4 separate regions of the Sus scrofa genome follow, and regions 1, 2 and 3 are each linked to region 4. The links are chromatin contacts, called in public Hi-C and HiChIP or PLAC-seq maps. All regions are on one chromosome and are shown on one strand. The core of a region is the stretch at or near the end of the contact, and the rest is flanking DNA. Distances in the headings are between cores, read along the strand shown.

What was found. A called contact is a pair of places that touch in the nucleus more often than the background predicts. HiChIP or PLAC-seq counts read pairs in DNA pulled down with a chosen protein or histone mark.
Region 1: a contact with region 4 is called in an H3K27ac HiChIP or PLAC-seq map of skeletal muscle, with 4 times the contacts expected there. The contact joins the promoter of PUM2 here to the promoter of RDH14 in region 4. A contact is called at or near these places in 1 of 47 Hi-C or Micro-C datasets (heart right ventricle) and 1 of 2 datasets of contacts at active chromatin or transcription factors (skeletal muscle).
Region 2: a contact with region 4 is called in an H3K27ac HiChIP or PLAC-seq map of alveolar macrophages. The contact joins the promoter of LAPTM4A here to the promoter of RDH14 in region 4. A contact is called at or near these places in 2 of 47 Hi-C or Micro-C datasets (embryonic fibroblasts and heart right ventricle) and 1 of 2 datasets of contacts at active chromatin or transcription factors (alveolar macrophages).
Region 3: a contact with region 4 is called in a Hi-C map of liver, with 8 times the contacts expected there. The contact joins the promoter of TTC32 here to the promoter of RDH14 in region 4. A contact is called at or near these places in 2 of 5 promoter capture datasets (fetal skeletal muscle and liver), 4 of 47 Hi-C or Micro-C datasets (heart right ventricle, liver and skeletal muscle) and 2 of 2 datasets of contacts at active chromatin or transcription factors (alveolar macrophages and skeletal muscle).

Annotation. Positions count from the first base shown.
Region 1 is chr3:117,854,402-117,859,895 of Sscrofa11.1, reverse strand. It overlaps PUM2 (pumilio homolog 2), which reads right to left and starts at 1,966. Exons shown (of 22, transcript XM_013996320.2): 1 at 1,914-1,966. LOC102158392 (a long non-coding RNA gene) reads left to right here and starts at 2,069. Exons shown (of 3, transcript XR_302627.3): 1 at 2,069-2,477; 2 at 4,676-4,774; 3 at 4,869-5,494.
Region 2 is chr3:118,148,410-118,154,595 of Sscrofa11.1, reverse strand. It overlaps LAPTM4A (lysosomal-associated transmembrane protein 4A), which reads right to left and starts at 2,730. Exons shown (of 7, transcript XM_005662724.3): 1 at 1,332-2,730. The coding sequence starts at 1,442.
Region 3 is chr3:118,270,926-118,276,770 of Sscrofa11.1, reverse strand. TTC32 (tetratricopeptide repeat protein 32) reads right to left here and starts at 3,658. Exons shown (of 4, transcript XM_003125338.3): 1 at 3,610-3,658; 2 at 3,508-3,607. The coding sequence starts at 3,658. It overlaps WDR35 (WD repeat-containing protein 35), which reads right to left. Exons shown (of 29, transcript XM_021087811.1): 27 at 3,508-5,845.
Region 4 is chr3:119,452,448-119,458,091 of Sscrofa11.1, reverse strand. It overlaps RDH14 (retinol dehydrogenase 14), which reads right to left and starts at 4,106. Exons shown (of 2, transcript XM_003125340.4): 1 at 3,602-4,106; 2 at 1-363. The coding sequence starts at 3,994. It overlaps LOC100516797 (cytosolic 5'-nucleotidase 1B), which reads right to left. Exons shown (of 9, transcript XM_005655262.3): 9 at 4,246-5,644. LOC106509892 (a long non-coding RNA gene) reads left to right here and starts at 4,147. Exons shown (of 6, transcript XR_002342970.1): 1 at 4,147-4,234.

The DNA of each region.
Region 1 (5,494 bases), core at 717-3,216, 1.6 Mb after region 4:
TAAAGTGACAACCTTGTAAGACCAATTTAAACATGGCAGTAATTAGACTTTTTAAAAAATCTGAAATCGTATTAAAATATTGAAACATCTAACGGAACTTTAGACTCAAATTAAGAAAACCATGTATTTAAGTTTAAATTGAAGTGTTTAAGTTTGTTAATAGCAAGTCTAACTCAAAGATAAAAGCTTTCGACTCGAGCAAACAAAAATGAACTTTACAAAAAAGCTGAACTTTAAAAACTTAAGAATCAGAATTCTGAAAATAACTTCAATTTTTAAAGAAGTTTTCTGCATATAAAAACCACCCTCAAGAATACGAAAAGACAAATCTAAATAACTCAATTTTACCAAAAATTGGGCTTTAAAGACATTCTTGAAATAAAGGAAATGCAGACAACTACTTATGACAACTGTGCAGATAAAGCAAATCATTTTTTTAAAAGCAAGATATTAAAGACTAAGAAAAGAAGCTTAGCCAATTAAAACTTTTGTGTGTTTTAAATCTGATCCCTAGCCAGAAATCCTTAAATCATCTTCCAATGCTCCAGGTCACATGGTGAAGAGTCACCTATTAAACAGGAATCTAAGCAGTAAACAAGCTTTTAAAATCCTTAGGTAACACCCTTTATTAAAACTTTACATATGATACCTTTACAAGTATTATATTTCTCTTACGTATTTAAAAGTATTTTTCTAATTAAGCTTTCCCTAAAAAAAACCTTTATTTCAAAAGTCTGTAACTAGTTTTCTTAAGTTAAAAATCTCAGAAAGTACTAAGTCCAGATTTTAACATGATTGTCTTATTACACATCAAATATGTCCCACCCAAATGCTTAAATGTGTTATAATGAAAAGCTAGGTCGGTTTCCCTAGCTATATTCTCAGAATTAACACTAACTTTTATACGCGTGTTTGAGCATAAAACTCTAACAAATGTATTTTCCCCAAATATGACCCAGTTCAGATACAAAACGAACGCTAAAAATGTGTGAAGCCTCTAATCTATTCTTTAGTTTTAATTTACATATCTTCCCGAGTATCAAAATCGGCTCCAATAACAACAAAAACAAAACATTCCTTACTAATGGCACCTAATACATTAAACCCAAGTCGCCGTTTCTTTCATAAGCACACCTGTCTACCGGAAGCTCTTCCTGGACACACTCGGGTCCTCTAGAATTCCCACACTTGTTTTCATAAACCCACTCCTTCCTCTTCGCCCACTTGCAACTCGCAGCTCCTCCGGATCCACCCGGCCTCTCTCCCGGTCCCGAACCCAAGAGCTGGGAGGACGAACAGCTCGGTCTCTAAACCCACACGCGCGGAAACCGAGCAAGAGCCGGGCGGGCCCCCTCAGCGCCGCGAGGCTGAGACGTGGGGGAGGAAAGGAAGCGGGAAAGCCGAGAGCAACCCCCCCGCTGGGCGCACACCCCCTTCCGGCACCCCTCCCCCTGCATTGTGTGAGCGGGCCCCAGGCCGCAGCCGTCCGGGGCACCCCGCAGGCCCCGTCCGCCCTCCAACCGGAGGGCTGCCCCCGCCAAGGCCGTCACACAATACCCGGGGAGCCAGCCCCGCGGCGTCAGAGCACGGGAGAGGGTGCAAACGCGACTGACTTACGGGGCTGCTGCGGCCGCGCTGCCTCAGCCGGGGACACCGACCGTTGGGCACACGGCGGCGTCGCTCTTGGCCGTCCTCCCCTCCTCCGCCTTCGGTGGCGGCAATATCTTCTTTCTCCACCTACCTCCCTCCCCCCCACCCCACCTCCTTCTCCTCCCCCTCCTCCTCCGAACCACCGAAGTACCGAGGGTGAGACACAGTCTCACAACAACATGGCTGCCACCGCCACCTCCCCTCCCCTCCCCCCCGCCCACCGGGCGCGCGCAAAGCACTCCGGGAGAAAGGGGGGCGCTCACCGAGGTGCGGCTCCTCGCTGTGGCTTCGGACGCTTCTCCCGCGCTCTGCACGCCGGCCAGCTAGAACACTGCGCGTGCGCACGCTCTCTACGCTCGCGCGTTTCGGCCGTCCCTTCGGCTTGCGCTCCCCCGCCCTCACCTTGCGGGCTTGCAGCCGGCTCTGACATCGGGGCGGTGCCAGGCGGGAGCGCGCGCCGGGCTAGGGCATCGCGGGAGTGGTGTTTCCGATCTACGCTGCTTCGGTCTCTGTGTTACCGCGTGGGGCCTCAACTTCTGAACTCGCTTACCCTCAGCTTCCTGGGCCACAGCTCATTGTTCTCCCTTAACTGCGCGGTGTCGGCGTCCTCGCTCGTGGTGTACTCGCAGTTCGCTTTCCGGGTGCTGGCATTCACAAGAATGGCTCAGTAATCTAGGCCTTTAGGTGTCATCCTTACCCTCTCCCCGCACCATGACGGTGGAGACGCATTGGGGAGGAAAAGTGAACCCCTTAAGAGGACTGCTCCGAGGGCAAATGGAACTAGCTCAGCAGCTTGCCACCCCTGGGTGCCTGGCCGGGTAAACAAAGTAAGCTCAGGTGGTTCTGTAGGCCAGTGATGCTCACTCTGGCTGCTACCCAGGTCGGGATGTGTGTGTGTGTGTGTGTGTGTGTGTGTGCTGCTACCCAGGTCGGGATGTGTGTGTGTGTGTGTGTGTGTGTGTGTGTGTGTGTGCTGCTACCCAGGTCGGGATGTGTGTGTGTGTGTGTGTGTGTGTGCGCTGCTACCCAGGTCGGGGTGTGTGTGTGTGTGCGTGCGCGTGCGCTGCTACCCAGGTCGGGCTGTGTGTGTGTGTGTGTGTGTGTGTGTGTGTCTTTTTAGGGCCGCACCCGCCTGTAGCCGCTTACGCCAGAGCCACAGCAACGCGGGATCTGAGCCACATCTGCGACCTACACCACAGCTCAGGGCAATGCTGGAGTCCTAGCAGATTGAGCGAGGCCAGGGATCGAACCTGCGTCCTCATGGATGCCAGTCACATTCCTTTCGTTGAGCAAGGCGGGGAACCCTGCAGGTCTGGATTTCTGTAGCAGGCTTTTATGTAGACTTCCTGAAACTGTGTTCAGTGTCACTACCTCCAGCTGGTGACTGCCATCTAAAATGAAAATCTCCTTCCTGGCACTCACCCTGGCTTTCAGCTTCACTCTGTTACCCACACTGCAATGTCCAGGTGTGTTCTGTTCAGTAAGAAGAGGTGTTCCTCTAAGAAATATCCCGTAGGAGATCCTGTCGTGGCGCAGTGGTTAATGAATCTGACTAGGAACCATGAGGTTGCGGATTTGGTCCCTGACCTTGCTCAGTGGGTTAAGGATCCGGCGTTGCAGTGAGCTGTGGTGTAGGTGGCAGACGCGGCTTGGATCCCGCGTTGCTGTGGCTCTGGTGTAGGCCGGCAGCTACAGCTCCGATTCAACCCCTAGAAAAGGCAAAAAGAAAAAGAAATATCCCGTAATCAAGTATGGAAGTCACTGAGGTACATATTGTCTGCCTTCTCCTCCCATTGGGCTGATAATAGCAAGAGTCTTTACTGTTGCTTAGTCCACATGAAAATAGGTGTACTGGTCAGAGGCACTCCCTCAGAATTTGGAATTAGGACTAGGAAACCCCAGTCCCCCCTTGAGAAGTCTCTTAAACCTGGGCTCTCTGGGCTGACTTGTCCCACCATATGGACAGAAAACCTACAGAGTGGAGTTGAGAGAGAAGAAAGCTCTGATATTTCTCTTTCTCTTTGTTCCTATAGTTTGTTGGCAGCCTCTTTCCTTGGGTTCTGAAACAAATGCCTTGATTCGTATACTGCTGCTTTTTTGCTTAAGCTAAATAAAGAGTTTCTATTACAACCAAGAGTTCTAACTAAAAGCCATATGTATACCATAGTTATTATTTATTTAGTGCTTTCAATATGCAAGCTCTAAAGCATTTTCCATGTCTCATTTAATATCCCCGTAAAACAGAACAGATTCATGGACATGTGACCTGTGCAGTCCCACAAGGCTTCAAGCTTTAGACAGGGCTGCAATTGGTTTAATGCTTTGTCCTTGCCATTTAGAGTCTCCCTCTCTCTCTCTCCTTTTTTAATGACTGCACCCAAGGCATATGGAAGCTCCTGGGCCAGAGATTGCATCTGAGCCACAGCTACAACCCATGTTGCAACCTTTAACCCACTGCATTGGGTTGGGGATTGGACACTGGCCTCTGAGGCGACCCTAGCAGCTGCAGTCAGATTCATAACCCGTGGTGCCACAACTCCGCCATTGAGAAAGTATTAGTTTTTGGAAAAGAGGGCTCCGTCATTTTCATTTTGCACTGGGCTCCACAAATTATATAGCCTATCCCGTCTATGAGGGATTATCTCTGTTTAACAAAAGGCTTTACTACCAGACTGCTTAGCACCTTTCAAATCAAAATATGTGGAGTTCCCATCATGGCTCAGGGGTAGCGAACCCAACTAGTGTCCATAAGGACTCCGGTTTGATCCCTGGCCTCACTCAGTGAGGATGTGGTGTTGCCATGAGCTATGGTGTAGGTCGAAGATGGCTCAGATCCAGCATTGCTGTGGCATAGGCTGGCGGCGACAGCTCTGATTAGAACCCTGGCCTGGGAACTTCTATATGCTGAAGGCGCCACCCCCCAAAAATAAAATAACAATATGCTTTGCAAATATCCAAGTGAGGGACATGGTATGTAACATTTCCCGAGCAAATCTGATTCTAGAATACATTTTTTTCGTGGCAGATCTTTTAGAGGGTTTGTGCTTTGCAGAACTCAAGACTGAAGCCCAACCCTTTAGTGATTTGACTCTGTGTATCTCCAGCTCATGATTCCCTATGCATGGTGAGTGGTTTCTTTCCTCTGTACCTTCAGGTATGCTTTGCGATCTAACCTTGATCATTAAACATCTTCCTATTATAATTGGCTTCTCTTGTAGGTTTACCTACCAGGAAAGAAGGCACTCCTCAGCTACTATAAATATCAGGTGTAACTTGATGTTTAAGGTGGGTATTATAAATGCCATTGACATTGACACCGGACAGCCATTTTAATCACCTGGGAGCTTATTAGAAATGCATACTTTTGGCCCCACTCCAGTCTTTCTGAATCAGAAACTTGAGATTCCCAGGCAGTTCCTCTACACCATAAAGTTTAAGAAGCATTGGTGAGCCAATCACAATAATTCCATCTTGATAGGGACTGTTTCTGTAATGGGTGTGTCATCCATTTTGAGCCGGTGAAACCCCAAGGTGCCAGCTCAGAGCATCTGGGAGGAAAAAAGCCAGTCTCTCCTGGATGTAAACAAGGCTGCAAGACAGCACACTGCCTCAGTTCCTGCTGTCAAACATCTTGTGACCACAAGTGAACCTAGATTGTGGCCAAGACTGCCAGGAGCCTACCCAGAGTGTTCATTCTCCTCTTCCTGAGTAATAGGACCAGTGGACGTTCCCATGGGATGGAAGAAGCATAGGATGGAAATGAGTGCCCTAGACTTTGCAGCAACACACATTGTGTTAGGAATGTGTCTATAAGGCCTGTTGAGACAAGTGGTTTTCAACCAGA
Region 2 (6,186 bases), core at 1,481-3,980, 1.3 Mb after region 4:
TGCAAATAAGCCTACACAGTCAAGTTTTGTTGTTTTTAATGTACATTAAAACAGACTGTAAAAACACAGCAATCAGGAATAATGGGGAGCTCAGGTAGCCCCCTGGGGGTGGGCCATGAACCTGTATCTATCTGCCTGAGGATGATTTTCAACTGGTGTTTGGCAAATGATAATAGTTTCGATGGAGGCTTTGGGGTAGCAAGTAAAGAGAAGAAAGGCAAAAAGAATGTGTGGTAAAGCTCTTCCTTTTTTGCAGTTCAGAGAAGTTATCAGAAAACTGCAGTCTCACTAATGCCACAGTTTCCCAAACCAAAAGTAATACAAATTTTTAAAATCACGAAGTCATTAGCAAATGTGGCCAAGTACACAACATGAGGTTTGTCAAAACGTCTGTAAAGTCATCATAACTACCTAAATAGAATCACATATTTAGAAGTCACAAATTAGCTTATTTACTATATGGGTACTGGAGATGATAAGAAATCACAAAGGTATTACTAGTGAACCCCCCAATCAATAACACCGTCAACTTGGTTATGACATAAAATTACACAGATCTTAAAACACAGAGAATGCTAGCATATGTAGCCAAAACGGAAGAGGCTGTCAATAAAGGTCTCAAAAAAATGGAATGGGTCTGATAGCATAAGCGTCTCAAGAGCAGGGTAGGGGAACTGTATCAGGAAAAGGCAAATCGAGTCTAAGTAAATCCTGGTAAATGGTATTACCGCTAGGCCAATGTCCAGACTCACAACAGAGGCCTTTCTGCCTACATCACAAACACAATGTAACAAATAAGATCCAAGGAACCACAAACAACTGCTTTGAAACCAGATCTGTCACTTTTCCTTCAGGCAAGGCATAATATTAAAACTACGCTGCATATATGAAGGTCTGGTCCTAATTGTCTCGTTAGGAAAAACAAATTCCAGGAAGCACTGGGGGAGGGGAGAGTTCTTTCAGATCACGGAAGCACACAAAAAGATCTCGAAACCTGGTAATTTCCAGAATCCCCCACACCAAAACCTAGCACCCTCATCCCGCCCCCCACCCACTGCCCGCTACTCCTCTGCCTTTCCCAATCCTGCTTTTCTCCTCTTAACCCTACCAAGCAACAACCTTCCCATCGCCACCCAACCCCTCCGATTCCGAGACACTCTCCCCACCTCAAAGTTAGAGCCCACCCCCCCCGCAAAGAAGGTCCTCTACGCCTCCCGCCCCACCCCCTCCCAGTGGGAACACTCACTTCCTTTCGGACCAGCCCCCCTCCCACTTCCCACTCTTGGGCACTCCCCCCAGGGCTTCTATCCCCGCGCCTCGCCCGCCCTTACCATGTACCAGGTCCCCAGGATGATCGTCCCGGTGCGGACATGGCAACAGCCGCAGCACCGGGTGCTGTAGAACCGGTCGCTGCGGCTCCGCTTGAAAGTCATGGACACCATCGGGAAACTCGTGGGCCTCGTTCGTGGCCGGGCCCCTGACAAACGCCTTCCGCCCAGCGGTTGATACCAGACGGCTCTCTCAAAGCGTCCAAAACCAAACGACGCGTCTTCAAGCCAGCCCCCGGCCAGGGCCCCAGCCAAGAGGCTTCGCACCTGCGCACTGAGTACCGAGCGCCACTCTCGCGCGAGTTCCTTTTAGCCTTTTTCTCCACCTTTCCCGCACTCAGGCCAATAGAAGAGCGAAAAGCTGGGCGGACGCGGCCCTTGATTGGAAAAGCCTGGAGATTGACAAGACTCACGCCCAATCAGAATCGCAACTCGTCTTAGCACTAATAAATCCCCGCCTCTCACGTGAGGGCATGAGCTAGCTCGTCGGTCTAGAGGAGTTCTGGTTGGGGGCGAGGTCGGTAGTTCACCATTCCCAAGAGAAGCGTTTGATGGCAAAAAGGAGAGGCGAGATGAGGTGGGTGGCGGAAAGCCTGCACGAAGGACTTTTCTGAGTGACGTCTGCCACGTACCGCTTCCGAAGTGTCACGGGACAACAGCTGCTCACGTGACCTTTGCGCGCAGTTTGATTATTGGGCTGGTCAGGGGCGGGGCCTGTGAGGAAGGGGCGGGGCGGGGCTAATTCCCGCTCCGGGGCCTTTTCGACTGAAGAAATTCGGGACTTCCTGGAGGAGTAAGGTTAGGTTTCTGTTTTAACTCACACTGACGCCTCCATGGTAGAAGCAAAGAAATACCATTCCCTGCCAAGGGCAGCTAAGAAGGATTGAGAAAAATAGAAGCAAAATAAAGTGGAAGAACTGCTTAGCTCCTGGGTAATGATAGAGTGACGTTTATACGGAAAAATTATGAAACACAATGACACACAAGGAAACACAATTTCACAAAAATGGTGAAACACAGGGACCTAGGCGTTTTCCGTGAAAAACCAGCCATTGTCTGGCTCACTTTTCTGGGTATTCTGCATCTACAGGGGCTCTCCATCTTTCCTTGTGGAGCTAAGGGAGCAAAGAATGTCATCTGCCCATTTCAGTAAACAAAGGAAATTGTGGCATCAAGGCATCAGCCTCTGAAGCCACCACCAGTGGGTGGTACACCCTGAGGGGATTCAGGATAGCAGAAAAATAGGTTGCTGGCACTCGATGGTAAGGTGCATATCAAAGGGATAGTTTCAGTAAGCCTAGACTCTTGGATTTTACCATAAATGGAAAAGCCCTGTGATCTTGATGTTCTGACTACCTGGGATTTTTTTGTAAAAAACCGCTGTATATCCGCTGCTTCTTTACCTCTTTAGAACAGCCCCTGAGAGCTGTCTGAGAGAATGTCTCCTGGACTCAAGTCCTCAGTAAATCTGGCAAATAAAACATAGTTCTCAGCTTTTAGGTTGTGCATGGTTTTTTTGTTTTTTGGGTTTTTTTCAGTAGACATCTGTTCAACTCTAAATTGTAGATAACTGATAGCAAGAGGAAATATTCTTCTTGTCCATCAAACTTCTTGTTGAATTCCCCCTCCTTGGAAAAAGCCATTTTGCAGCTATTTGTAAATTCTTTTCCCAGTCCTGGTTTGAACAATGTAAGTAGTTACTTTATTGGTTCTTTAAACTGGTTCTTATATCTTACTGGTCCCCTTATTGATTAATTACTAAATAAGATCTTTGAGACTGTTCATTTTGTATTTGTATGAGACATGACTTTTAAGAAAATACATGGTTTTATTCTTTGGAAAGTACACTTGTGTTTAGAGGACAAAAATGGCAGTTCCTATTGTGACTCAATGGTAACAAACCTGACTAGTATTCATGAGGACACAGGTTCGATCCCTGGCCTCGCTCAGTGGTTTAAAGATCTGGTGTTGCTGTGAGCTATGGTGTAGGTCACAGACACAGCCTGGATCTGACATTGCTGTGGCTGTGGTGTAGGCCGGCAACTATGGAGCCCATTTAAACGATAGCCTGGGAACTTTCATGTCCCTCAGGTGTAGCCCTAAAGAGACCAAAAGAAAAAAAAAGAAAAAAAAGGTCTTCCCCTTTGCCATTCTTAGCTGAACACTGTGCTGAATTTAGTGTAAAGGTTATTGCGCTGGCATGGCTTCAGTGAATGCTGTCTGAAATTGTATATTGATTGTTGATTATTTATCTCCCCCACTAAAATGTTCATTCTAGAACAGCAGAGACTCTGCTTACTTCTCAGCACTGAAGGAATTGTCCACGCACAATTACCCTGCTTTGCATCATACTTTTAAACTTTCTGGGAGGCCATCCATAGTTAAGCCAAGCTACACTAAAGAATGGAATGAGGTGGTAGCAGTTTAACTCAGAATGAATTATGAATTTCTCCACTAATCAGGGAGTAGACTAATAATCCCCACCACACCAAAACAAATTGTTTTTCATAGCCCTTGCTATGTAGTATACATGTGTCCAATCACTTTATTTTGAATCATTTCATCTTCAAACACAACAAATCTATAAGGCAGGCACTTTGATGTTACTTGACTCAACAAAGAAGTTACATTACATGTCCAAAGTTACAAGGCCAGTATGTGCTGCAGCTGTGGCGCACTTCACAACTGCAGTGCAGGTTCAATGCCTGGCACAGGAACTTCCATGTGCTCAGGGTGCAAGAGGAGAAAAAGAAAGTCAGCCCTCACATTCATTATGGTAGAGGTGATATCTGCTATCACAGGGTAATAAAGGATGTTATGGAAGCACAATATGGAAAAGGAATATCTAACCTAGGAGTTCCCTGGTTGTTCAGTGAGTTAAGGATCTGGTGGTGTCATTACTGCGGGAAAGGTTTACTCCCTGGCAAAGGTTTAATCTTCTGTATGCCATGAGCGTGGCTCCCCCAAAATCTAACCTATCAGGATAGGTTTCCTGGGGGAAGTGATGTCTAAGCGGATGGTAGAAGAAAACTAGGCTGGGGACAGAAAGGCTGAGCCAACTCAGAAGTGATAGTATGGAAAAAGTGTAGTGGAGAGTAGGGGAGGTTTGTGTAGCAGAAATGGTGACTGCCCTGCCAGAGACTACATTTCCTAGCATCCTTCCTCCAACATTCCTTATCGCAAGGCGGCTGTAGGAATAGTTATTGCCAATTGAATCTAAGCAGAAAAGACATGAGTCAGACTGGGCCAGGGCTCTTAAGAAAGTGGGATAGGAAGTCCCGCCCATAATGTCTTTGCTCTTCTTTTCCCTCATTCTCTGCTGGCTGATGCAGAGAAGTCTGAGGCCCTGGGGCTGAGCAGAGTCACAGGATGGACACCTGGGTACTTGAATCACCAAAAAGGGGAAAGCCACAGGTGACACTGGATGGTAACACAAGCAAGAAATAAACTTCAATGGAATGAGCCCATACTGTTTGAGGGTTTGTTTTTTATGGCAGCTAAAATATCCCAATCCTAAAGAAATTAATACAGTTATAGAAATGTGGGGGTTGGAGAGAGGAATGAGAAGAGAAAAGTAAGAGCTAAAGTTAGACAGGAAAGCTTGCCCCAGATCAAGAAGACCTGAAAAGTGCAGGGGAAAGTTGGGGACAGTTTTGGCACGGACCCCAAAGTCTACTGGGTTCACTGTCTAACCTACCCTTCTGGACTATCTGATTCTAGGGTCTGTGTGCCTGGAGCTATTTAAAACTAATAAATTATAGATAACCAAGAGCAAGATTTTTGTTCTTAGACCTGCAAATGAATTCGGACTGTCACATAAAATTTCCCACTGCTTGTGGGAAAAGCAAGTTTTGCATCTATTTGTAAATTATTTCAACCTTCCTGATTGACCCATGCAGGCGTGGTACTTTGAATTCTCTTTCAAAATGGTTGTAACATCTTCCTGGTTCCCTCATTAAATACAGAGATAAACTCTTTTCACACATGTTATGTTTATATTTGTATGAGAGTCATGGTTTTATTTTTCCAAAGTAATATTCTTTAACATAAGCCATGTTAGACTTCGTGCAAAGTATGACACCATTAAATAGTATTAAGCAAGGGAGTTTCATTAACAGATTTGCACTTTGGAAAGATTATTCTGGATATAGTATGGGGAATAACGTGGGCATTTTGGAAGCAGGAGTCTGTTACAGAAATATATGTGTGACCTATACTACGAAAGGATGAATTTGAACTTCTACTTCATGTCACACACAGAAATCAAAGTGGAGAAACTCTTTTTTTTTTCTTTTATTGGCTGCACCCAGGGATCAAACCGTGCCATAGCAGTGACTTGAGCCACAGACATGACAATGTCAGATCCTTAATTCCCCTTAGGCCACCAGGGAACTCCTGTTTTTAATAGAGGCTGTTGAAATTATAGTAATACCCTGAAAAAGATTTCTTACGTCTGCTCTAAGCATACCTGTAGATTTTTATAAGCCTCTTTCTACCTCCTCCCTACTCTCATCCCAATTAATATTATTTCATTCCACGTTATTTTAATCAAACCTTTCATATCATAATTTATGGTTAAAATGTGCTTTTGGGGGGGGGGAGGCTGCCCCTGTGGTATATGGAAGTTCCCAGGCTAAGGGGTTGGATTAGAGCTGTAGCCGCTGGCCTACACCACAGCCACAGCGACGCCAGATCTGAGCTGTGTCTGCAGCCTACTCCACAGCTCACGACAACACTGAATACTTAACCCACTGAGTGAGGCCAGGGATGGAACCCGTGTCCTCATGGATAGTAGTTGGGTTTGTTACCACTGGGCCACAATGGGAAATCCTCATCTGTACTTCTTTTGTTGTTGTTG
Region 3 (5,845 bases), core at 2,409-4,908, 1.2 Mb after region 4:
AATATTTGTGACTGCAGTCCGTGTTGCTAAAAGTTACTCCTCTTTAAAAAAAAAAAAAAAAAAGGTATTTCTCTTAACACCTTGATCTTGGGGTCTCAGACAGGGACTGTAACTGCTGCTGCCAGTGGGTTACTCACAGCCTAGGGCTCTCTTTCAAGTTTAAGTTTCCTAACAATGGAGAGAAACCACTGCAACTTTAGAAAACGTCTGTTTCTGCGAGCTAGGACTGAGAGAGGGGACACACAGACACTTCTGATGCCACTGGCACCACTGTTAAAACCTAGAGAACACGAGGAGACGCCCATTCACCTACTTCTGTCAGGGTGGGAACTGAACCCTGCCTGAGGGTAAAGAGTTTTAAGAAAAATGCAGCCTTGGGACTCAGAAAGGTTTTAGTCATTAAATTTCTATACTTCAAAATGTTGTTATAAATGTCTTATTATCAGAAAATCATCAAATGTTAGATTTAGAATTAGATTTCACTACGACAAATTCTAAAAGCCTACTCTCCATATGGAAACTGTTTCATACTTTAAAAACATGCGCTAATAGTTAAAGCCGATTTTTTTTTTAACATTGAGATTTTTGCAATGATAGTATTTATTTTAATGGGATGTAACCAAGTTACTTAATCTAAATGTGGATTTTTTTTTTTTTTTTGCACTTGCTACATTTAGCAAAGAAAAAATATTTGGAAATTGGGTTTATGGCTAAGGCTGCACTTTTAGATATTAAAAGAAAATGTTGGAGTTCCCATCGTGGCGCAGTGGTTAACGAATCGACTAGGAACCATGAGGTTGCGGGTTCAGTCCCTGACCTTGCTCAGTGGGTTAATGATCGGCGTTGCGTGAGCTGTGGTGTAGGTTGCAGACGCGGCTCGGATCCCGCATTGCTGTGGCTCTGGCGTAGGCCGGTGGCTACAGCTCGATTCGACCCCTAGCCTGGGAACCTCCATATGCCGCGGGAGCGGCCCAAAGAAATAGCAAAAAAAAAAAAAAAGAAAATGTTACAAACCATTCAGAGTGGCAGGCATGCAAAGATCGCGAATACTGTTTCGAAATGATTCAGTGACCCTTATTTTAAAAATAAACAATCTCTAAAAGATATATTTAAGGAAGAAATTTGAAATGACTGAATTCAGTTTATCCTTGAGCTCCTAGAAGAATTTCAGAACCATAAGGAAATTAGAAGGTTCATAGAGGCATGCTGAGCAACCTTCTACTAAACCATATACGATTTTTCCCCCAATGCTCGTAAGGGCCGGAAATTACATTTGCCGCCCAAGAAATTTGTACTCTCAGACTGAGATGCACCAAGGAGGAAAAATAACAAGACTAGACGGCATCAATATACCTGCTGTGGATGAATCCTTTTTGAAATCTACTCGATTAATCTAAAAATACACTAGTGACTATAACAAAAAAGACGCAGACTCACAGACACAGAAGAAAAAAGCCAATGGTTACCGCTGAGGAGAGGGAAAGGCGGAGGGGAGCCACAAGGGTAGGGGACCGAGAGGTACAAAATATTAGGTATAAAATAGGCTACAAGAATATATTGTACAACATGGCCAATATTTTAGACAATTTTATAATAGCCAGTATTTTATAATATCTGCAAATGGACTATAAGCTTTAAAACTGTCAAGCACTATACTGTACACATCATATTGAACAGCAAATACACTTCAATAAAAATTTTTAAATTAAAAAAATTTAAACTTACTAGATAAGTTTATTTCTAGAACTCGAAACAAGAGCTGAAAACTACATTTTCTATGCTTACTAACTTTTTTGGAAATTGGGTTTATGGCTAAGGCTGCACTTTTAGATATTAAAAGAAAATGTTATAATTTTTGGGGGGGCGCAGGGGGTGATACTATTTTACTGCTTGTTTCAAAACTTCTATTAACTATTATTCTAGGGTATTATTGAAATGAAAAAGTCATTTAATTTTCTCTTTAATCCTATGTAAGTTTAACAAACAGGAGAAGAATCTCAAGCTACATACTAATAAGACAAGCTGGAGTTCCCGTGGTGGCTCAATGGTTAATGAATCTGACTAGGAACCATGAGATTGCAGGTTCGATCCCTGGCCTTGCTCAGTGGGGTTAAGGATCGGCATTGCCCTGAGCTGTGGTGTAGGTCACAGATGCGACTCGGATCCCACGTTGCTGTGGCCCTGGTGTAGGCTGACGGCTACAGCTCCAATTCCACCTCTAACCTGGAAACCTCTATATGCTTCAGGTATGGCCCTAGAAAAGACCAAAAAAAAAAAAAAAAAAAAAAAAAAAAAAAAAAAACAACAAACAAAAACGGAATAAGACAAGCTGACATCCTGTCAAGAAAAGTCAAATCCTTGAGGGAAAAGGAGAGTGATAATGCAGACAACACGAAACTGTCAAAAGCTGTTCATTCAAACCCTCCTTGTTCTCTCTTCTCATCCGACCACTCAACACCATCAACAAGAACAACCACAGCAAAACTTGGAGCACAGCAAATGTTACACCTTCAAGCATCAATCTGAGATTCTTTGGGAAAGCAGGTATTAGCAGGTGAGGTTGCTAACATCACAAAAAAGACAGGCATTCCACGCTCTCTGTTGGAAGTACACAGCACCACTTCTAACAGTACTCTCACCACAACTCTGCATCTGAATTGGGTCAACCTCAGGATTTAACTACCAACTCACAAGCCATGTAGGAGGCAGAGGGCCCTATTAAATGACATCGGGGGATGAATACTGCAAATCCGAAATAGGGGAAACTCTGGGGACACATGATTCGGTTTCCTCACCAAATCAACTGCAAGGCAGAAAAACGAAGGCGAGCCCTATACAGTGAATTTGATGTGCATCCCAACTGGAACCAACAGCTAAAAACAAACCAACAAAGCAAGAATTTTACGGATCAATCAGGAAAGCTCTAAAGCTGGATATTTGATATTTGATATGTGATACCAATGCCGAGGTTAGGTCCTTGTAAATCCTTAATATCTAACAATGTATCCTGAAACATCCATGGATGCATAATATTATGTCCGGGATGAACTAATGTTTAAGCCCAGTGATGGCTACCTGGAGGTCCATTATACTATTTCCATACTAAATTTATTTTCATTAGTGAAAAACAAAACACCTGCTGTGATGCTGTGGTTGAAGTCGCGGTACTTTGTGCGCGAGCGTGGCACCCGTGGCATCGCGCCCTCACCAGGTCGCAGATACCCCACTTGTTAAAATGACAGCTGGAAAAGCGCTATCCGCTCTAAGACCGGATCAGAGTAACAAGGAATGAAGACACTCAAGCTGAAAGGCAGCCGGTACCCCCGTGCTCTGACTCCCCGGTGGGTGTCCCAGAGGAACGCGAGGGGCCGCGGGCCAGGATACTCCCTTCACCGCCCTTCGGGAAACTAAACGAATGCCCGAGGTACCCTTGAGTGGTGAGATCAGACAACCCAGGCTACTCCCACCTAGCGGAGACCCCGCACCCCCACATCTCGCGATATTTACCTCCAGGGCGCCGCTCCCTCGGAGCCCGCACAGGCGCACTGGCGAATGTAAGCGGAGTACAGTGCTTCGGCCTCCGCATATTCGCCTTTCTTGAAATGACCTGGGCACGTGCGAGGGTTACGGGGCTTTCTTGCCCTTGCTGCCCTTCCATAGTAGTCGGAGACCTAGCTTTCCTTGTAGAACTGAGGGTGATTTCTGAGCGACTAGAGGCAGCACCACAAGGCCACTCCCCCACCCCGGAATTTATCGCGTAGGCAAAACCTCGGAGCAAGCAGGGGGGAAGTTTGTACCTTCCGCGGACCCGTCTTCTCGCGAGATCAGTGACACCGCCCCCGGAGGGCTCAGAAACTTTAAAACTTGTGCGGACAGAGACACTTCTGTAAAGTGCGGTTTTGTTGATGAGTGGTGCTTCCGCTGGCCTCGTTTCCAGAGAAGCAGTAGATCGGCAGCTCCAGACTGGTTTCTAAGACCGTGGTCAGAAGTTGCAAGAAGCTTTGCCCGTTGTTACAGCGAATGGTGGAGGATGCGGGGTGCAGTGGCTGATCGTGCTGGGAGCGTAAAAGACCTTGGTTTGTTTTACGAATGGCTAAACGGCCCGTGGAGTTACTGTTATCGCAGCACTTTTCTGGTTCTGCGTCCGCCCTCTAGACGGTATTTTCAGTCGGCTGGATTACATTGAGACATTTTGTGTTGAAATTCCAGGAGCTTAGTGTCCCATAGTCGTGAGTCTTATTTCAGACTCAACCTTTTATTAACTCCAAGGCCGTAGACTGCAAATTTCTCAACCTTTTAAAACCTCCAGAATAGTATAGGAATTGACTGAACTGTTTAGGAGTTCCCGTAGTGGCTCAGCAGAACGAATCCGACTAGGAACCATGAGGTTGTGGGTTCGATCCCTGGCCTCGCTCAGTGGGTTAAGGATCCAGCGTTGGTTTGAGCTGTGGTGTAGGTCGCAGATGCAGTCGCAGATGCAGCTCGGATACTGCGTTGCTGTGGCTGTGGTGTAGGCTGGCAGCTGTAGCTCTGATTAGTTCCTAGCCTGGGACCCTCCATATGCCATGGATGCAGCCCTAAAAGGCAAAAATAATATTAATAATAAATAAAATAAAATTACCTTAAAAAATAAAATACATAGGAATTAACCAAGGAGAGAAGGACTTGTATAATGAAACTGCAAATTGTTGATGAAGGAAATTAAAGCCATAAATAGACATCCCTTGTTCATACTAAAGCAATTTACAGATTCAATGGAATGCCTATCAAAATCCCAATGGTATTTTTACAGAAATATAAAAATCTATCCTAAAATTCATAAGAAATTCCAAGGGATGGATTCCAAATAGCCAAAACAGTCTTGAGGAATTCCCTGGTGACCTAGGGGGTTAAGGATCCCATGGTGTCACTATCTTGAAAAAGAATAAAGTTTGGGACTCACACTGAATTAAAAACTTATCAAAGCAACAGTAATCAAAACAGTGTGGATTTGCATAAAGACAGTCTTTTCAGTAAATGGTGCTGAAAAAACCATTTATTGGAAAGAGTGAAGATGGACCTAAATGCCACATTAAAAAATTAACCAAGGTGGATTAAAGACCTAAATGTAAGAGCTAAAAATTTTAAGTTCTCAGAAGAAAACATAAAGCAAAGTCTTCATGACACTGAATTTGGCAATGTTTTCTTGGGTATGACACCAAAGGACAGGCAGTGAAAGGAAAAATAGACAAACTGGACTTTATGAAAATTAAAACCTTTTGTGCAGCAAAAGACTATCAACAAATAACCCAGAGAATGAGAGAAAATATTTGCAAATCACATATCTGATAAGGATGAGGAATGTAAACATGGAGGTTCTGTGGAGCAGGTTTGGTCTGGTGTGTCCATCCAAGGGATTCTGACGTGGTGTCTCCATCACACCTGAGAAGCTCTGATCTACAGGACACTAGAGGGCCCTGCCCAGCGACTGAGGTGCTGGAACCCGGCTCAGCTGCTGTCCCTCTCTGACTCTCGCCTGTCTTCCACACAGTCCACCTGCACTTGGGGCTTTGCCTGCAGGGTGGCAGCATCAAGACTTCCCTCAGCCAGCTCACCCCAAAATACAGCTACAAGATGACCTGCTGAGAGTGTCGTGTTCACCTGCAACCCCATCTGCCTCAAGAAATGTAACCACCACCACAACCTGTACCCCAAGTAGTTGAATAAGCCTTCTCCATGGGCTCTTCCTTCCCCCACAGGGCAGCCTCCTGCCTGAGCCCCATGGCTGTGGAGCCTCAGTAAAGACTCCCTGTCACTGACTGGGGCAGTAAAAATAAATAACAATTAATACTCTGTTTGGGAAAAG
Region 4 (5,644 bases), core at 2,857-5,356:
AGTCCGCACGATGCCGGGGTGCAATACGTTGACAGTGACATTTGTGCCTTCTAAGCGGCGGGCTAGTTCTCTGGTAAAAAGAATGTTAGCCAGTTTGCTCCGACTGTAACAGAAGCTTTTATTATAGCTTTGTTCACTGTTCAAGTCTTCAAAGTTGATGTCTCCATATTTATAAAGTTTGGAAGAAACTACCACAATCCTGCTGGGAGCTGAACTTTTAAGGAGTCCAAGGAGAAGATTGGTGAGTAGGAAGTGCCCCAGATGGTTCACTGCAAACTGCATCTCAAACCCATCTTCGGTCTTCATGTAAGGGCACTGGAAGATCCCTGCATTATTGATCAGAACATCCAGTCTAGGCTCTTCCTTCAAATGGCAAAAAGAGAATGGCAGAATTATGAATGCAGGCCTTAAATGTGCCTAAAATAAAACTTTAAAGAATTCCTGCAGGCTATTTAAATGCCTCCATGAGTTTTCAACAATTGAAAGAAAAAAAAAGAAAAATGACAACAACTTGCCTGCTTAGTAAGGGGCCTGGCCCTCTTCTTTTCATGCTCTATCATCTACTCTCAACAACTCCATAAGCAAACTGAAGCACCAAAGTTATGTGATTTGCCCAGTATCACAGGGCTCACATATGGCAAAAAAAAATAAAAATCTTCAGATGAAATCTGACACCAATGCCCCCATACTTCATGAGTAAGCTAGTCTACTTTTCTAATTGGGATTGCTTTCAAACCATAGCTTGACGGGCGGGAGCTAGAGGGTGGCACCACAGCAGAAGACAGGTCAGCACTGTTTATTCCCAGAGCTGCTCTACTCAACACCAGAGGCAAGTGAGCACTGCTTTATTCTGCAGTTTTCTACGGGTTAATGGCACTAGGGGATGGAGCAAATTCAAGAAGTTTCCTTGTAATTGGGATAAGCAGTATGGAGAGTCACGGATGCAAGTTAAGATGTGAGAGAACATCATGAATAAATGAAAGAAACATTAAGAAAAAAATTAAACAGATAATATAAAAATAACAGAAACACCATGAAACATATATACGAAGTCTCATAATAAGGGCAAAGGAGACTGATAGAGGAAGGTAGGCCCGACAAACACCTCTAACTCTAGGGTTCACAGCTCTTTTTCCCTGTGTAAAATCTACCTCTTTCAAGCTTCCAAGGGCCCCAACTTAGGAGATCTATAAGAATTCTGCATCTTTCCAGATTCAAGTCCTAAAATGTAGACTGTCCTCAAAGAGAAGTCTTTTTTCATTCCTTAGTTCTTATAAGGTAGTTTTCCCTGGTCCTTTCCTGGCTCATCTGTCTCTTCTGATGGGCAGAGAAACAGAAATGTACATGCTCCAGGTGTAAAGACACAGTGATGACCCAGAATTAAATAAGTCTGAGGTCAAATTTCAAAACTCACTGGCCCTTTGGCCAAATATAAGTGAAAAGAAAAATGCGTTAAATTTCACAACTGTTATCAAAGCCTACCTGTCAGAGGATTAAGTATTTCTCATTCTGTCTGTCTATGCACCTTTTGCCTTTTTAATAGTCAACTTCAAAAAGAAGGCAAAAGTTCACCCATGGGGGAAAGAAAGGAGTGATCTTTTCAGTAATCCTTTGGAAGAGTTTCCTATATTAATCATTTCTGAGCCATCATTCTTTGCTGGGCTTGTGTAATTTTAAGACTTTATCATTCACTGCTTTTTTTTTTTTAAGTTCTAGGAGATAAATGACATAAATACCAAGAATTACCAACCTGTGGGAAATTTACACTTCCTTTTTTTATATTGTTATTATTATTATTCTGGCTATAGTCACTGAACTACTGAATTTCAGATCCAGGGAAGAACTTAACTCACATTTAGAAGCAAGGACAACTTAGTTATGTTTCTTTCCTTAACTTTTTATTAGTTGTCTCAAGTGGCCCAAGTGGTTAAAAAACTATAGGGTTCAAGGAACAGGTATACCCAGCCCCATCTACATTTTTAATGAAGAATAGGAAGATCCACTTCGATTCTTCTAATATCTCTTAACACACTGTTACTTATTTCTAAATCTGTTTTACTTGATAATGAAATACTAGCCATAAAAACGAAACAAAAAACCTCTAGGTCTGCGACAGCTCCCCATCTCTGCATCAAGGTGCCCCAGAGTCATAACGAACTCTCAGGGTGATTTGGAGTATTTTAAAGTTTCAAGGGGAACAAAACGATACTCTGCTCAATATCTCAAAAAGTACAAGCTCCAGGATATTCGTAGCTTCAACATTATATTGTCCTATATTCCTTGTGATGCTGCCATCTTTGCAAAGCTGAGTATTTAGTAGTTGCTGGGGTAAAATGCAAGTACAATGTTAAAAATCAACGTAGCACAGAAATGCTGGTGGCAATGTCCAATCTGATTCCCAAGTCTGACAAGCTGGGACAGTGAACAGAGGTACACTTCCCATTAGCATAATTATGGTTATAGAAAAATAGTCATTTTTTTCTTTCCGTTATGTGTATGTATTATTTTTTTTCAAACAGCCACTATGTTATTACATAAATATTTATTAGGTTGTTTGGACCTAATTACTTATTGGAAAGTTTGGGAATTTCTGCTCTAGACTCAAGAGGCTCCTTTTCATACAGACTCCTTTTCTTTGCCAGCTAATTTTAAACATCACTCTTCTGAATGCCCTCTTGCAAATCATCTCTGCAGGAAACCCTTCTACCTCAATTTCAATAGAGGACATCCATTTCAGTGGAATACTATCTAAACAAAGAAATTCTCCACCTAGCTGACAAGCAGCAGGAGGACAGCAGTTAAAAGCAAGGGCTCTAGAAAGAGATCCTGAGCAAATTACTTAGCCTACCTATACCTTAGTTGCCTAAAGTTGTAAAATGAGGATAATGCCTACCTCGCAGGGTAATTGTGAAGACTGGATGACAGTTTAATTTCATTAAAATTAAAAAACAAACAAAAATAACTGAAACACTTGGAATAGCTTCTGGCACATAGGAAACCTTCAATAAATGCTAGATATTGTATTATTTTCATTTCAGTCATCGCTGAGCGCACAGGACCACTGGCATTCCAAGCTCTAGTCTTTTTGGAAATTAGGCCAGAGCCTGGTTAAGGATGGTGCTAAGGAGGTCACTGGTGGCAGAAGGCTAAAATTTCTACCCCAGGAAGAAAAAAGACGAGTGCTCCACGGTCCTTGGTTAGCAACTTTCCCTACGTGCTCTCAGGCTCTTGGGTGCAGATTCACTTTGGACACAGGAAAAACAATCCAGAGACCTGGCGGATCTCCTCCCGGGCTGTCCTCACATAGCAAGAGGAAATGTTCAGAAACTCGCTTATTTTCCTCTTGGGCCCATTTTTTTTTTTTCCCTCAACATTCTTGGAAGACAGAAGACTATTCTACCAATTTTTCCAGCCTTCAATTCCCGAGCCGCCCCAATCTCTTGATTGTTTCTACTCCTAGCGTCAGTCATTTCCAAGGTCACACCCCCTGGACTCTGGGCGGTGCCCTCCCTGCTCGGCCCCGAGGCCGGCCAGCCCCTCCCCGTCCGCGAAGGCCCCCAGCCCTCCCCGCGATCTCCAGCTGGCTCCCGGGGCCTCACACCTGGAGCATCTCCTGACAGAAGGCGCGCACCGAGCGCAGCGAGGCGAGGTCCAACTCCCGGACGACGAGCTCGCCGGCCCCTCCGGAGTTGGGCCCCTCCTCGGGGCCCTCGGTCTGGCGGAGCTCGCGGCGGAGCTGACCCGCCGCCTCCTCGGCGCGCGCGCGGTCCCGGCAGCCCATGATCACTCGCGCCCCCAAGCGTAGCAGCTCGGCGGCCGTGGCGCGGCCCAGGCCGCTGTTAGCCCCCGTGATCAGCACGGTCTTCCCGTGCATGAGGCCGGAGTCCCCGCCTCGGTGCAACCGCTGGACACTAGGCCCCACAAACCGTCGGGCCGCCAGCCACAGGGCCCCACCCAGTGCGGCCAGAAATGCCGCCACTGTAGCCACTGCCATAGCCGCCCGGGCCGAGGGCCCACCGTCCCCCTCGCAGGATTTCCGGAGCCGCCGCGCTCCCGGAGCTAAGGCAGCCACCTGTACGCAAAGAACTCTGGGGCGCGGCCTGTCGTCCCCTGGAGGCGGCGTGAAGCATGCTGGGACTTGTAGTCTCCTTCCCGGGGGCGCCTGATTGGTTAGGACAGTATAGCGGCCGGGTGGCGGTGCCTTTGTGGATCCGGTTCCTAGCCTGAGAGGAGGGTGAGCACCGTACCCGGGTTTTCAGGCTCCTGGGTCCATGCCCGTGGAAATCCCAGAGTGATGGTGGCCTTCCCCGTGGGAATGCCTAACGGATATTTTGAATTTACAAATCTCTTTATAGGCTGTCGTGCAAATCCCACACTTCAGGGCTGGCTTGGCGTGTTTTCCGTTAAGGACCCCAGGGACTTGTTAACCTTCTGTTCAGTTTACCTTCATCCTCTGGGGAGTGGTTCCCGCCGAACTGAAGTCTGAGGAAAGGCTCTTTTTTTTTCCTCCACAGGTGACGCTAAGAACTTAGCAACATGAATCAGAAAGAGAATGGATCCGTGGTTCTTAGATTTTAGTGTAGCATTGGAATCAATTGCAGGACCTGTACAAGCAGAAATTTCAGGCCTTGTGCTCTGTGAGAGTCCCAAAGAAATAGGGCACCGTTTCTGCCCTCGGGGCGCTTACTGGCTTGTACAGAAACCTCCCCTGCCCCAGCCCTCACTCTAGAATCTTTGGTCGAGAGAAAAGACACACAACTTCTATAGCTTGAAATAAATGCCCTTGATGACTCTGATAAACTCTCCTCCACTCCTTTATATCTGGGAAGGATATAACATGCAACAAAAAGTCAATACAAAAAGAAAAGGGGTAAAATGCCAGGTTTCTTACAGGTGCTGAGAATGGAGCTCACAGGTGGGGAGGAGCACTCTCACTGAGGATTAGTTAAGGCACCAGGAACAGCAATCAGGAGGGCTGGGCCTTTATTCCACCCTATGTGTAATTTGAAGCTGCTTCTCAAACTCACTGAGCCAGAAGCACATTTCCTCTTCCTTTCTGTCCATCCATGTCTCTCTTATCCTGCAAAGCCCACCTCGATTCTCTCCATTTTCTGATGACTTCCAGCCCATACAGGTCTTTGCTTCAGCCTCCTCTGTGACCCTCACTTGGCACTGAGAACAAACAGCCCTCTGGAGTTGGCTATTTGAGCTTGTACATTTGACTTCCTCTAAGGGGATTGTTAAAGTTTTCACTTTCGTAAAGGATGGGATAATATCTGAGTCTCTCTTGTGGTCTTTATATGGGGGAATCCATAGAAAACAGTAGGTGCTCAATAAGTGTCTTGATTGATATATTCTGGACTGGTTTACAGCAGATTAGGAAGCAGATCAAAAGATGTGTGTCATCAGTGGTCTGCTTTAACTAGTACCAGAGGTGGAATATGTATATGCAGGTGGGGCAGGGATAGAGATGGGGGTAGAAGGAGCAAGAGAGCATGTGAGGAAGAGAGGAGAAAAGGCGTCACCAGATCTGCTGTGTAACTGTTTTGTAGCTTAAGCATAGAATTTAATGGAATGACTAATTTGTTCAGGATGTGTCAGTAGCCAAGGAATTAATAACAACTCAATTTGGAAGGCACAGAGA